2 separate regions of the Gossypium hirsutum genome follow, and region 1 is linked to region 2. A link is a contact called in public Hi-C data. All regions are on one chromosome and are shown on one strand. Each heading gives the region's core, a stretch centred on a gene start, on an enhancer-like site or on the middle of the called end of the contact. The rest is flanking DNA. Distances are from core to core; before and after follow the strand shown. Region 1 holds the start of LOC107913395 (kinesin-like protein KIN-14B). Region 2 holds the start of LOC107891834 (serine hydroxymethyltransferase, mitochondrial).

Region 1 (6,398 bases), core at 2,051-4,550, 890 kb before region 2:
ACAACCATGGTGTGTGTCTTTCCTGACTGAGTTTGTCCGTAAGCAAATATGGAAATATTATATCCATCCAAGGCTGATTGCACAAATGGTTGAACATCACTGAACAGCTCAGCTACAGAGAAACATATGTCATTATACTCTTGTTTTAACTAACATGTATAACCACTACCAGCAATAAAAAAGTAAATTAGATATTTTGACAGTCACAAATTCTGGTCAATTCCTTCTTTCTTAAATTAATAAAAGAAACGGTACTAACCTTGTCCAACATGAGGCCCATAAACCCTGTCAAATTCAAAATCTTTTTTGGGGTTGGCAATTGTATCATCACCGGTATTTATACGAATAGTACACTCATCAGGAAATTCAACAACTGAAGGACCTTCATCTTCAAAAAGTGGTCTTGTCCGACAAAATAACTTTATGTTTCCTGAAAAAAGAATCTCATTTCTCAAAGAAAAGTACTATCATCATGACATGAAAAACAGATAGAAATAATACATGCTAGTTGGAAAGTACAAAGTTGGAAAGTACCTTTGGCTGTCAATAAGTCATTAAACAACCTTTTCTTCTCATTGACCAACGGAGATATTCTAGCCTCACTTTCAAGGGCAAATTGATCTGCCATTTATATTTAGAGACAATTTATAACCATCAATAGAAGTAATAGAACTCAGCAACAACAAAATCTTGAAATGAAGGGGCAATAGTGTAACCATTTGGAGTATACAGGTATTTTATCAATTTGCAGTAATTTATATTTTTAAGATATGATGCTCTTTACTTTGCTTTCCCACCTTTCTTTTATTGTCAAATAGAATACAAATTCTTGAATGATCTTATCAAACAAAAAAAATTGAAGACAAACCTAACAAAACAAAATCACACCATTCACCATCAAATGCATAAAATTGTGGATAAACAGGAGACCCTCATAATGCTTTGGTTGATTACCATATCCATATTACCAAACATTTATGACGTTACCACATTTTAGCTTCCCTAGTGGTTATATTTCCATGCTTCAGCAGCAAACTTCCAATAAAAGGCATTAAAACAAGGGTGACACAACTCCTGCAACATGCATAAAGGAAATAAAGAATTTATTTTCTTTATCCTTTTTACTGTTTTTAACCAAACAACTAATTTCTTTTGCTCTCCTTATTTCTTCTTAGTGCTTCTTTTAAAAGCATTTTTGGATCCCCTTTGTTCTTTTTGGACAAGGGGTCAACATAAAGCACTTTTAACTTTTTTCTTTAAATTTTTATCTCAAAATTCATCTCATGAGCACAAAATCATAGGCAACAGGAAAAAATAGCACAATGTTTCTTCTAAAAATTACAAGGTGATTACAAATAAACCAAACCCCGGAGAAGAATCTTTGGAATATACCATTAGACATGCAAACCAAGCACTAAAATAGCTGAAGCATAAGGAATTCATGAACGTAACCCAAACAAACTGCCACTAAACCTTAATATATTACCTAGTTTACGAGTTTTATCAGCAAGAACACCTAGGTAACGTGTAAGTCGATCGAGTTTAGCATTTGAATATTCCTGCAGATCATTAACTTCCTGTCGCAACTCCAAGTAGTCTTCTTTTGCAAGCTGCCAAATTAATGTAATAAAAAAATGCATCAAACACAAGACACTACAATGATAAAACCCAGAATGCTTACTAAATTACTATAGTGAGCCAAAACAATTTTTGCTTTAGTCCCACCCCAAAAAAGCTTCTAACATCAAAGACATCATATGTTACCAATCATTATTTCAGACTTCAGAAAATACCAGAGAAATTAAGGATTTCCAAAACTGTTCTTTCATAAAGCTTGAATGCATATGACAAGAGTCAAAATTATTCACTCAAAATTTCGTAATCAACTTCAACCCAAGCAATCACCTAATCCATATGCTATCTTTTCAGACCAAGGAGATACAACAAAACTTAGGTAATAATATAGAAGCTCATTTATTAATAGAATCAAAGACAAGTATCACATCCGAAAACCAGAGCACAGATCCCTTAATGGCTTCCCAAGAAAAATAAGCCAGACCTTGGAGTATATTAACATTAGATTAATTGACTTTTGAATTGTCAGCCAGCTATTTCATTTGCTATTCTCAAGCCACTGTTTGGTAATGGCTCGTGTTGTTGTCCCTCAAGATCAGCACATGCATTATGTCAAAGATTCATTATCAGTATTAGAAGTTTTCCACAGAACTATCATAAAATTGCCATATAGGATAGGAGGGGAAAACTTTTCTTTTCATCCAAATACTGGGCAACAAAGTCCACTCAAATATCATAAAAAGGGGCATCCCAATCGACATTTGACACAATGCACAATCTTACAACAGTTGAAACCAACACAATTTGGATCATCAAGAAGGATCCGAAGCTTGTGTAGCAAGAATGCGACCAGTATTAAACATTCTCAACTAACTGAGTTTTCTGCATGAACAGCAATTCACATTCCAGAAACTGATGACCAAGTTGTGGTTCATCAAATCCAAATTCTAATTTGCCATTAAAATTTTATACAGTTTTGAGCTCCTCCATTGAATTTGGATCAATTTCCCAGCAAACCTAATCTTCCAGAAAATGACATTAAAAAAGCATATTCTAGTTGTATTTGTTAAAATTTATAGATTAAAACAAACTACTCAAAAACACTGCATGTTAATTCCTAAAAACGGAGCTTAGTTAAAATCACATTGATAGACTAAAGCGACTTCTTCAACTCCATCGGAACAAGTTACCAGCTAAAACACTAATCACTCGAAAACTTTGACAATCCGAAGCCGATTCACACCGTTACCTTAACTTTATCCTTCAATCGGAGCACCTTAGAAGCCAAAGCCTGCTTAGAAAATTCCGAAGAAAACGGCGAAGCCAACGAGGAGGCAGCCGAGATCGAGTACCGTCGCATCAACGGCGCAACACTGGCCCTAGGTAGGTCCTCCGGAGACGACGGCGACGTCCGCCGTGGCTCGAAGCCACTCACCTCCCAGTTCCACCGGTTATTGTTGCTACTCTTCTGCTCCCCCATCGCCCCAAACAAATTGGGGAAAAAATGAATAAAAGCTCAAAAAAATAATATCCAAAAAGAGGCAGGGGTTTTTCAAAATCTAGTGGTAGTAGTAGCAGTAATGTAAATGCTGCGTTCCCGATGAGCTATGTTTGGCTCATTTTAATTTTAATTTTAATTTTAATTTTTCAATTTTATTTTTAATTTTTCCCTCTTTGGGGATTATAAACGAGGGGATGGGGGAAACGGGTGGGACTGGGCGTAAAACGTAGTCATTTTCCAAACTTTATGAAGGGAACAATTATGTGGGACAATTTCAGACGCAATCAAATGTGCGTTTGGAAATGGTTCGGAAATCGCTCTCACGCACCACAGACTGTTTGTTTTTCTTTTAAATAGAGAGGGAGCGTGTGATTTCTTATGCTTCAGCGTGTCCAAACATCTGTTCATAAATGTGTTGGATCAACATTTAACTCAATTTTGTATTGGTTTTAATTTTTTGTCCAATCCAAATTTCTGCCCCCTCCCTTCCACATTTTTATTATTATATTTATTTTGAAATCTATAATATACATAACGGATCAATTAATGTTATCCATCTTGTTAAATAATTAAATAACAATTGAGCTTTTTAAAAAGTAAAACCAATAATATAAATTCATCATCCATCAAAAATAAATTATTTTTTTATAAAAACATATCCTTAAATCAATTGTGAGAAGTATTATCATATATCAAATTTAAATATTACCTGAATTTTTTAAAATAAATAAATAAATCACACGATGATGAATTAGGTATGGTTAATCCAAAACTTTTGAAAGACGGATAAATTTGATCTACGGACAACACAAGAAAACTGCCTGTGAATTGTTTGTTCTTTATCCCAAAATTTGAAAGCTTTTTATAAGTTATTTGTGGTTGGGTCATGGGTGAGTTTATTGAGAGCAAAATTATGTGTGTTTGCAGGATGAGCTGGCAAAAACATGTTTCTATGATTTTCTTTTTTTTAATTTGTTGGCAGGCTTTGTTCCTTTTGGATATGGCAAAACCCGCCTCACCCTTTCAAACATTCCTATTTACCCAAAAAAAAACACTGAAAGGCTAATTTTCTTTATAGCATGCATTTGAAATCAGATTTTATCAACTTTTCTTTTCTTTTTTTTTTTGGGGTACAAAGAATTTATTAGTTTCTTATTAAAGAATTAAAAAGGCTGTGATAAAATAATAAAAAGGGATGGGTGGCACCATCTTTTGAAATGATGATGAACATCATCATATTTTGAGTGTAGATGCAGACATTTTATTTTTCTATAAATGATTTCTTAGTTTCTGACGTATTGCTTTTCTTACTATCATTGCAATACCAAGTAGCTTTTTCATAAGTTTTCTTAACATGAATTACAAATCTCTTTTTCCATCTCTGTGAAATCTTCTATGGTTGTTGATTCTCTCGGTGATCTCTTTCTTATTTATAATCACCTCTCTTTTGATTTTCCATTTAAACTCTAATGTCACGTTTGATTAAAGTAATATATTTTTACATGTTTTAGTTATTGGTTAATTGTAAACTTTTTCTTCATCTTATTACACTAGTAACAATTAACCAAACATAGCATAAGTCACTTTCTAGTTTTTCAACATATTTCCGTTCCATTCTCTTATTTTGCTAGTTTGCATTGCTCTAGATAACGATAACAAGGATGTTGTGAATGATATTGTGAGCAAAAACCTTAAAAATAAACTCATCGTGATTTATCTAAAGGCAAATGCCAAAATCGATGATTGAGTCAGGAAACTCTATCAAGTAAAAAAAGTAGTTCCGAATAAAGAAGTTAGAACGAGACCAATGATGATTCTAAAGAATGTGTGGCTCTTTGAGGGTCTTTTTGAGGTTCATGATTTCGAATGAAACATACTCGTATTCATTTTCAAAAAAAAAAGGGATAATAAAATTTTTTTGTGCTTTACTCCTTCGTCTTTCATGGATTGTCACTTGATCCTAGAGAGTGGTAGAACGGAGATAACAAAGAAGATATTGACTTTTCAACTTTTGAGTCCTAGGTATAAATCCACAAGGTACCTATCTAGCAAAGGATCAAGGAAAAATTACTAAAGATTAGAAGATATTCTTCAAAGTTACAATAGTGGATTTCAAAACTAATAAGGATAATTTCAACTGAAACGAGATTATGAGATTAAAGGTGGTGCTTAAGGTTAATGACCCTCTACCTAAAGGCTTCAAGTTATGGAAATTTGTAACACCCCTCACCTGTTCCGGCATTCGATACAGATGGGAGATGCCACCAAAACACATACATAGTGATAATTTCAAAAATATTTAACAATTTAAACTTTGAAACAATTTGAATATAATCATAAAATTGGGATAAAATCATTTTGAAACCCGTAAAACATCCTAACATCATTTACAAAAGATTCAGAAATGTCCATGACCCAAAATGAGTCTCCAAGAGTCAAAACGAGCTAGTGCAGTTGGCTTAACTAGGGATAGAGGTATTGGTACCTCTGGAATATCGATACTTCTCCCTGAAACTATTCATTTTTTTTCTCATTGACTTGGATGTTTTGATGACTAAAAATTCAAATTTAAAACACCTCAAACACATACTAAAACACCTCCTAACAAGGTAACCCCAAAACACACTTAAAAGGTCACATGAAATCATCTAAGACTCAATCTCAATACATGTTCTACTGGAACCACTCTCACATATCATCAAGGTAAGTATTAAAGACATATTAGGACCTCATGAATGCATCCAAAATAAGTTTAGTAATAATTCATTTACTAGCTCAAGTAAAAATGAGAAAATGCATACATAAACAAAAGTTCGTACAATTACGAAAGTTTAAGTTGATCAAATGAGACTCCAAACTTAGTAACTAAACATTCAAATACTTAATTAGGTAATGAAATATGAAATTAGCATATATACAAAGGATTGACACCTTAAGTACATGCCACAAATTACATATATGTTAATTTCAGACTCTCAAAAGTTTTGTTGATGGTGTGATGATTCGATGGTCAAGTTGGGCTTTACAAATCCAAAATCAATATCTATGCATAAAGATAATGGTGCATAAGCATAAATGCTTAGTAAATGAAAATTACCATACTTACTTTTCCCCTTTTTAACATAGCTAACCAAGTTAATGATAAACTCAAAGGACAAGTTGAACAAAATGATAAATAACATGATAAAATTATAGCAAATGGATAAACATACTTAGACATACATGTTCATATCCATAAGTGAAATCAAATGAACTTTTGTTTACTTAAACATGAGTTATCAAACGTATGACAAAGTTCATAAATCTTATAAGGTTACCTCTT
Region 2 (7,337 bases), core at 1,638-4,137:
GCTCCATCGCCATCTGTTTAGCTACTCATGCCTTCCGATATGAAACTCGATACTGGAATCGTGCTTGCATTTTCGCAATGAGTACCGAAACTCTAATGGTCGGTATATCCTTCACCATTGGCATGATACACGTACAAATAGTTTTCGAATCAAGTTTTCCATGATCTTCTGTCATACGTGTTGATGTGCATATATGAGGACCAACAAATTTTCGTATATCCCACATCTGAGAACTTCTAATGAATGCGGCTCGTACCCGCCAATTGCAGCCTTCCGCTGCCTTCCAACACTCCCCAACATATATTGTCTGAGTAGAGACGGTGACTTTATAATCCACCGATATCTTCATGCTGTACCGTTTAATGGCATATACGCACTCTTCTTTACAGCTGAATCTCTGGCCTATGAATAACTCATCATCATCAGATGTTACGGCTAGCCCGTGAGAATGAACTATTTCAGGGTACTCCGGAAACTCAGATACATACGCTGTGTGTGGCTCAGGATTATTGTGTATCACAATACGCCGCATCTGCTCCCAGACCGAAGAAGCGTTAATGCCTTCATCATTGTTGACATCTTCAGCGTCAATATCATCAGGTACATCGTCCACATCGGGATCAGCGTCACTATCGACCTCTTCATCCCAATTATCGCCACCACATTCTTCTTCGTCGGCACCTTCTTCTTCGCCGGCACCTTCTTCTTCACCACCAACCATGTCAACATCGGTTGTACTATTCAGGTCAATACCGATCCCACCCATAGTTGATTCATTATCAACGTATGATATTGGAGCCACCATCCGCGGTTCTTCAGCCCCGTCTTCTTCATCAGATGCATTTTGCTCCATACCAACTAACTCAGCAAATAAGTGAATCGGTGCATTCTTCTCACTCCTATTCCCACAGTAGAGATTGACCATTGTCTCCAAGTCTTCGTCGTCTACAAGTTCCATTTCGACGAATTTGACCGGATTTGTCGAAACTGGAAACTTGTAGAAAATTTTTGATATCCTTCTCCCACAATGTCTATGGATTTTTGCATTAATCCTTGCCTTCATTTCATCGAACGATACATTTCTATTAAATCTCATTGCTATTTGTTGCTGACATTCAAATACGCATCCAACACTTGTTATCAATATGACTCCATCGAAATAAACGCATACAAGAAACTTAGCATCCATCTTCAATATTTAATCTGTCAAATAAAAAAAACAAAATCTCATAAAAAATCTTGAACGGTAACTGAATTACTTAAAAAAAATTATACTCAAAATAATACACAAAATAATACACACTAAAATTATTAATTTTACTAAAAATAATAACTAACTAACTAACTATAATAATAATACTAGTTTTTTACTAACTAGTTTATTTTCATAAATAAAAATAATAAGTAACCATAATAATAATACTAGTTTTCTTCTAACAATAATATTACTAAGTTACATCTTAATACATTAATAACATCTTAATACTAACAACAACAACAACAACAACAACAACAACAACAACAACAACAACAACAACAACAATAATACTAACTAATACTATTATTTTGAGTTTTATTAATCTTAATAACTAAATTAAAACAAAAAATATTACAAAATATACAAAATAATAACAACAATATAATCAATTATTTTTAAAAAAATACCTCTTTTTTCTCCTTTTTTTCTCTCTTTTTCTCTTCTTTTCCGCGCCAACTCTTCTTCTTCTTTTTTTTTCTTTTGATTTTTCTCTCTTCAGCTGGACAGAGGTCGTATTTATAATACGAGTGGTGCCGCTAATTAGTATGGCACCATTGGTGCCGCCAATGGTTTTGGCACCTTTGGTGCCGCCAATACCATTGGCGTGACAAGTTAATTGTCACATCGATCTGATTTTTTTAGTTTTTTTTATATATTTTGGTAAATAAAAAAATTTATATATTTTGGTAAATAAAAAAGTTATAATATTTTCGTAAATTTTTATTTTTTTTATAATATTATTGTAAAAAACCCATTTATGTTGCATGATTTGCATCAAATATGTATTATTTAATATCTATAAATTTATTTTTAAATTTAAATTAAAATAATTATTAAATAATAATCCACCTATCAGAATTATAAAAAGAGATTGCGTAAACTACATCCAAGGTTGTTAAATTATTAGTAACTGTACGTTTTGGTCACTAAATTTCAAAAACTTACAAAATGATCATTAAATTATTAGAAATTTTTTGTTTAAGTGGCTGAACTGTTCAAAATTTTTTATTTAAGTCACGGAGTTATTAAGTTTTTTTTTTAAAATTCGACTAATAAGCTCCAAGCAACAAATTGACAATCAGTAGGTAGATTAGTACTCATCAATGAGTAGAAAAATATATCATAGATCCAAATTGATTGACGGTTAGTGCTGAAAATCGAAGAAGAAAGGTTTTTGAATTTTGATTTGGAGTATCGTGACATTTAAAATTGTTTTATGAAAAAAAAAACTAAATGTAAAAGAGAAGAAGAAAGAGAGCTTTTGATTAGGACAAGAGATGTGAAAAGAGATGGTCATGTAACAACAATTTTAATAACCTAATGATTTAAATGAAGACTTTCAAATAATTTGATAATTATTTTGTAACATTTTAAAATTGTGTAACTATAAAATTTTACTGATAGTTGATTGATGATTTTGCCGAAAATTATTGTGTAAAACTAGATCTGTAATGGATGGTTAAACAAGAAGACAAAGGGGGGAAATCTAGAGTGCAGTGTAGGTGGCCATAAGCCCGCCTCGCCAGTACTCAGTTTGGGCCTAACGACATAGTTTGACATTTAACTGTACAAACCGACTAGGAGCCCAATGGTGTTCTAGATTTCTAAATTGTAAGGCTTTTTTGTCCAACTAACATTGGTATACAAAATTGTTGGCGAAAATGACAAAAGAGTTGTAGGAGAAACAGTCCAGACCTTCGGTGGCCAAATCCCTCTCTCTCAAATTTACGTTTGAGATATTTATCAGCTAATATGTATCTCTGTGGCTAAGAAAGGGAGAGTTTGGATAAGCCCTTCATGGCTTAGTTTTCTTCTCATCACCATCCCCCAATTCACCATCCTTACTCGTTAGAGACGCACAGCATTATTGCATTGAGACAAGGGACAGTGTCTTAGAATCAGAGATGCAACCAAAATAAAGCCAAGTCCCGAATATTTTAACCCACAAAATTAAAATAAAAATAGAAATCGTCATTCCATTTACAACCACCAATAGCTTACCCACACCCAATGCCACAAACAAGCTTTGCATATATGAATCACCTCCACTTCAACTAACTACCTTCTTCCACAACCCAAAACAAGAAGAAAAACAAAAATGGCCATGGCAATGGCGCTTCGACGACTCTCCTCTTCCATTGACAAGCCTCTCCGTCCTTTCTTCAATGCCCCTTCCCTCTATTACATGGTTTCTTCTTCTCTTTCATTTCTTCTTCTTCGGAATTTCTGCAATCATTTCCTTTTTAATCTGTTTTTTTAATTGGTGAGTGCAGTCGTCTTTGCCAAATGAAGCTGTGTACGAGAAGGAGAAACCTGGCGTCACTGTAAACTTCTTTTTTTAAAAGAATTCTAGTTTCAGTTTATTTAGTTTTAGATTGAAAATACTCTCTTTATTTCACTTTAACTATTCAATTAAAAATTTTTAAATCTTTCTTTCTATACAGTGGCCAAAGCAACTGAATGCTCCACTTGAAACCGTTGATCCTGAAATTGCTGACATCATCGAACTTGAAAAAGCGCGCCAATGGAAGGTACCTTCTTATCCAAGTTCCAACTTTTCAATTTCATTTCCTTCACATTTATATCATGTTAACTAATTTTTTTTCAAAGAAGAATTTCAATAATGATGCATAAAAGAATACTTTAAGAGTCATATTTGAATTTCATAGCAGATAATAGATAAATTAGGCTACTCTGTTGTAAACTGATTGATAAACTAAGATCACATGTACTGTTGATGATCAGGAAATACTTATTTAAGTGCATGAACATGCTAAAATTATAAAGTTTTTAAGATTTTTAAATTAAGTGAAATAAAACATGTTTGGTTTTCAAAGGGACTTGAACTCATTCCATCGGAGAACTTCACGTCGGTGTCAGTGATGCAAGCAGTTGGGTCTATCATGACCAACAAGTACAGTGAAGGGTATCCCGGTGCTAGATACTATGGAGGGAATGAGTAAGTTCATCTTTCTTCATGCTCTTTTTGATTCTACCAATTACCAATATATTGTTTTTGGGTGTTTGATTTGACCAGAATCAGTAAATTTATGTTATACTTGGATGCTTGAGTGATTTTAAGTTTCATGTTTTAGGTACATCGACATGGCAGAGATATTGTGTCAGAAGCGTGCTCTGGAAGCATTCAGGTTAGATCCTGAAAAATGGGGAGGTAAGAGATATGTCTAATTTTATTATGGCTATAAATTTAGTTACTTGTTGATGCTTCACGTTTTGGGAAGAGCTTTTGTTTCTGTTTTGAGCCTTATTAGCATTTGGTTGCTGACATGGTTTCTATGTTCATCGAACTTTGTTGTATGGCAGTGAATGTGCAGCCCCTTTCTGGTTCTCCTTCCAATTTTCAAGTTTACACTGCACTCTTAAAGCCTCATGACAGAATTATGGCACTTGATCTTCCCCATGGTGGTCATCTCTCTCATGGTTATCAGGTACTCCAAAATCCCATTGGTAATTTGGTTTCACTGACATGTTTTCGTTTACTTGCTGACGGTAATTAAGTACACTATGACTTTGCTAAAGCTTTTTTTTCTTTTTGAGTAACTTGTAGCATCACGATTCCTAGTGTTTGTTTTTTTATACAATGCCTAGAATTACCCATAGTTCCTCCCCAACCCTTAAAAAAGAGGATAATGCGCTTCAGCGCACCCAAACCCACGTTCTCTTGCACTGGCAACAATACCGATGCCAATTGAGCTAAGACTCAATCAGCAATTAAGTGTTAAAGCTATATTGCTAGATATTATTCTATTCAAACATCAGTTGGATCTGCCTCAGCCACTGCTGGAGTTACTTAAAAAGGATGGATGATTGTTCCCGAATGTCTTTTTCTTCTTATTTGGTTTTCTGAAAAATGGTGGACAGAGTTAAAAGATAGTAGTGATAATTAAGAAATTATGCCCCAATTTTGATTTCTTTCCATGCATTTGCATTGTTATTTCTGAGAACAGATACCTAGTACAAGTTTTAGAACACCAAGCTGGACAGTCAGCTTTACTCTCTCTCTGTCTCATTTAAACTTTTATGGTTCTCTTTCGAAGTCCCAGTCTCATGTAATATTCTCCGAGTTTTCTCCCGAAACAGATTGTCTAGTTGAGACCGTCACTCATATTTTGCCTGTTAGTTGAGATTTGAAGGTCTGCTTTTGAATCTTTCATCTCTTGTGCGGCAGTATGATAAAGCATGTAACATTCTTTCTCTTCTGGAAGTGTCACCTTATTGCCAATGTATTCACATCTCTATACTCTGATGCTTAAGTGGATTTAAATGACTGAAAGCAGTTCCTTAAGAACTCTTCTTGTTTGTATCAGTATTTTTCTGGTTGCAGCTTTAAACTTACATGGTTTCATTTGTGATTGCTTAGACGGACACCAAAAAGATATCTGCTGTGTCCATATTTTTTGAGACAATGCCATATCGGCTGAATGAAAACACTGGCTATATCGACTATGATCAGGTATGTTATCAGTTTTCAAACTGTGCTAGCTTCTTAGTTTTTCTTTCTTTCCTTCTCGTTCAAAACGGATAAAATTTCAGCGTGTGATTGGATTCCGGGTAGAATATTTTCTTGACATCAAAGTTTTTAATTGCAGTTGGAGAAGAGTGCAACTCTTTTCAGGCCGAAATTAATAGTTGCTGGTGCCAGTGCTTATGCACGTCTGTATGATTATGCACGCATTCGAAAGGTAACCATCTTTTGATTTACTTAAGCCATTTGGTTGAGTTGTCAATTCATCATACGTCATGTTCTAGACCCCGTTGAATGTCGCATTTGTTACACAATAACCAGGTTTGTGACAAGCAAAAAGCAATAATGTTGGCAGACATGGCACACATCAGTGGTTTGGTTGCAGCCGGTGTTATCCCTTCACCTTTCGAGTATGCCGATGTTGTTACCACCACAACTCACAAATCACTTCGTGGGCCTCGTGGAGCCATGATTTTCTTCAGAAAGGGAGTGAAAGGGATTAACAAACAAGGGAAAGAGGTAAGCTGCTGAAAGTAAACTTTGCATCTTTCAAAGATGTTAGTGGCACAAAGATTTAGACTAGTGCTCTTTTTCCCTGCAGGTTCTGTATGATTATGAAGACAAAATCAATCAGGCTGTCTTTCCTGGACTTCAAGGTGGTCCGCACAACCACACAATTACTGGTCTAGCAGTTGCACTGAAACAGGCAACAACTCCGGAGTACAAGGCCTACCAAGAGCAAGTTCTCAGTAATTGCTCGAAGTTTGCACAGGTACCATTGACAAGATGTTGAAGAACTTGTTATGCAACCAAGCATGGAAAATGTCTTGTTAGAATGAGCCAGTATGACAGGAGGCATTCTTAGGGACATGTTAGATGGTTTTAAACAATAAACATATGGGGTTCTCTATTCTTAAATGCCCAATGTTCTAACAACCAAGATCTTCCCAATTTACAGACTCTAGCTGCAAAAGGATACGAACTTGTTTCTGGTGGAACAGAGAATCATCTAGTTTTGGTTAATCTGAAGAACAAGGTAAGAGACAGACATTTTTGTCCTCAGGCCACTTAGAGACATTAATAAATCTTCTTTAAAAGTTCTTATGTGCAAGACAATGCTCTTCATTAGTAAGATGCTTTTTATTGAATGGTCTCTACAGGGCATTGATGGCTCCAGGGTTGAAAAGGTATTGGAAGCAGTTCATATTGCTGCAAACAAAAACACTGTACCTGGAGATGTGTCTGCTATGGTTCCTGGTGGCATCAGGATGGGTAAAGGCTTTTACCAGTAATGTTGTGCTCACATGAATAACCTTATTCTGACAAATCTGGTTGCATATCAGGAACTCCGGCTCTTACGTCTAGGGGATTTGTTGAGGAGGACTTTGTCAAGGTAGCAGAATACTTTGATGCTGCTGTGAACTTGGCAGTTAAAATCAAGGCTGAAACTACAGGTTTTTGCAAGCCTCTATTCCCTCCTATTTTAGCCTCTATCTCTGTCTCTTGCCTTATGCTTGTTATTCTACCTATGTTGCTTCGATGATCTTTTTCTTTTTTGAAGCACCTGTGTTCAACACATTTGTGAACATAGTT

Evidence for each region. A called contact is a pair of places that touch in the nucleus more often than the background predicts.
Region 1: a contact with region 2 is called in a Hi-C map of leaf, with 3 times the contacts expected there. The contact joins the promoter of LOC107913395 here to the promoter of LOC107891834 in region 2. A contact is called at or near these places in 2 of 34 Hi-C or Micro-C datasets (both in leaf).

Annotation. Positions count from the first base shown.
Region 1 is chrD11:31,985,029-31,991,426 of Gossypium_hirsutum_v2.1, reverse strand. It overlaps LOC107913395 (kinesin-like protein KIN-14B), which reads right to left and starts at 3,300. Exons shown (of 24, transcript XM_041104044.1): 1 at 2,825-3,300; 2 at 1,487-1,610; 3 at 535-621; 4 at 260-430; 5 at 6-112. The coding sequence starts at 3,055.
Region 2 is chrD11:31,093,438-31,100,774 of Gossypium_hirsutum_v2.1, reverse strand. It overlaps LOC107891834 (serine hydroxymethyltransferase, mitochondrial), which reads left to right and starts at 2,887. Exons shown (of 15, transcript XM_041104035.1): 1 at 2,887-3,446; 2 at 3,532-3,582; 3 at 3,703-3,789; 4 at 4,096-4,217; 5 at 4,354-4,430; 6 at 4,583-4,707; 7 at 5,640-5,732; 8 at 5,869-5,961; 9 at 6,066-6,263; 10 at 6,346-6,516; 11 at 6,703-6,780; 12 at 6,905-7,016; 13 at 7,088-7,198. The coding sequence starts at 3,357.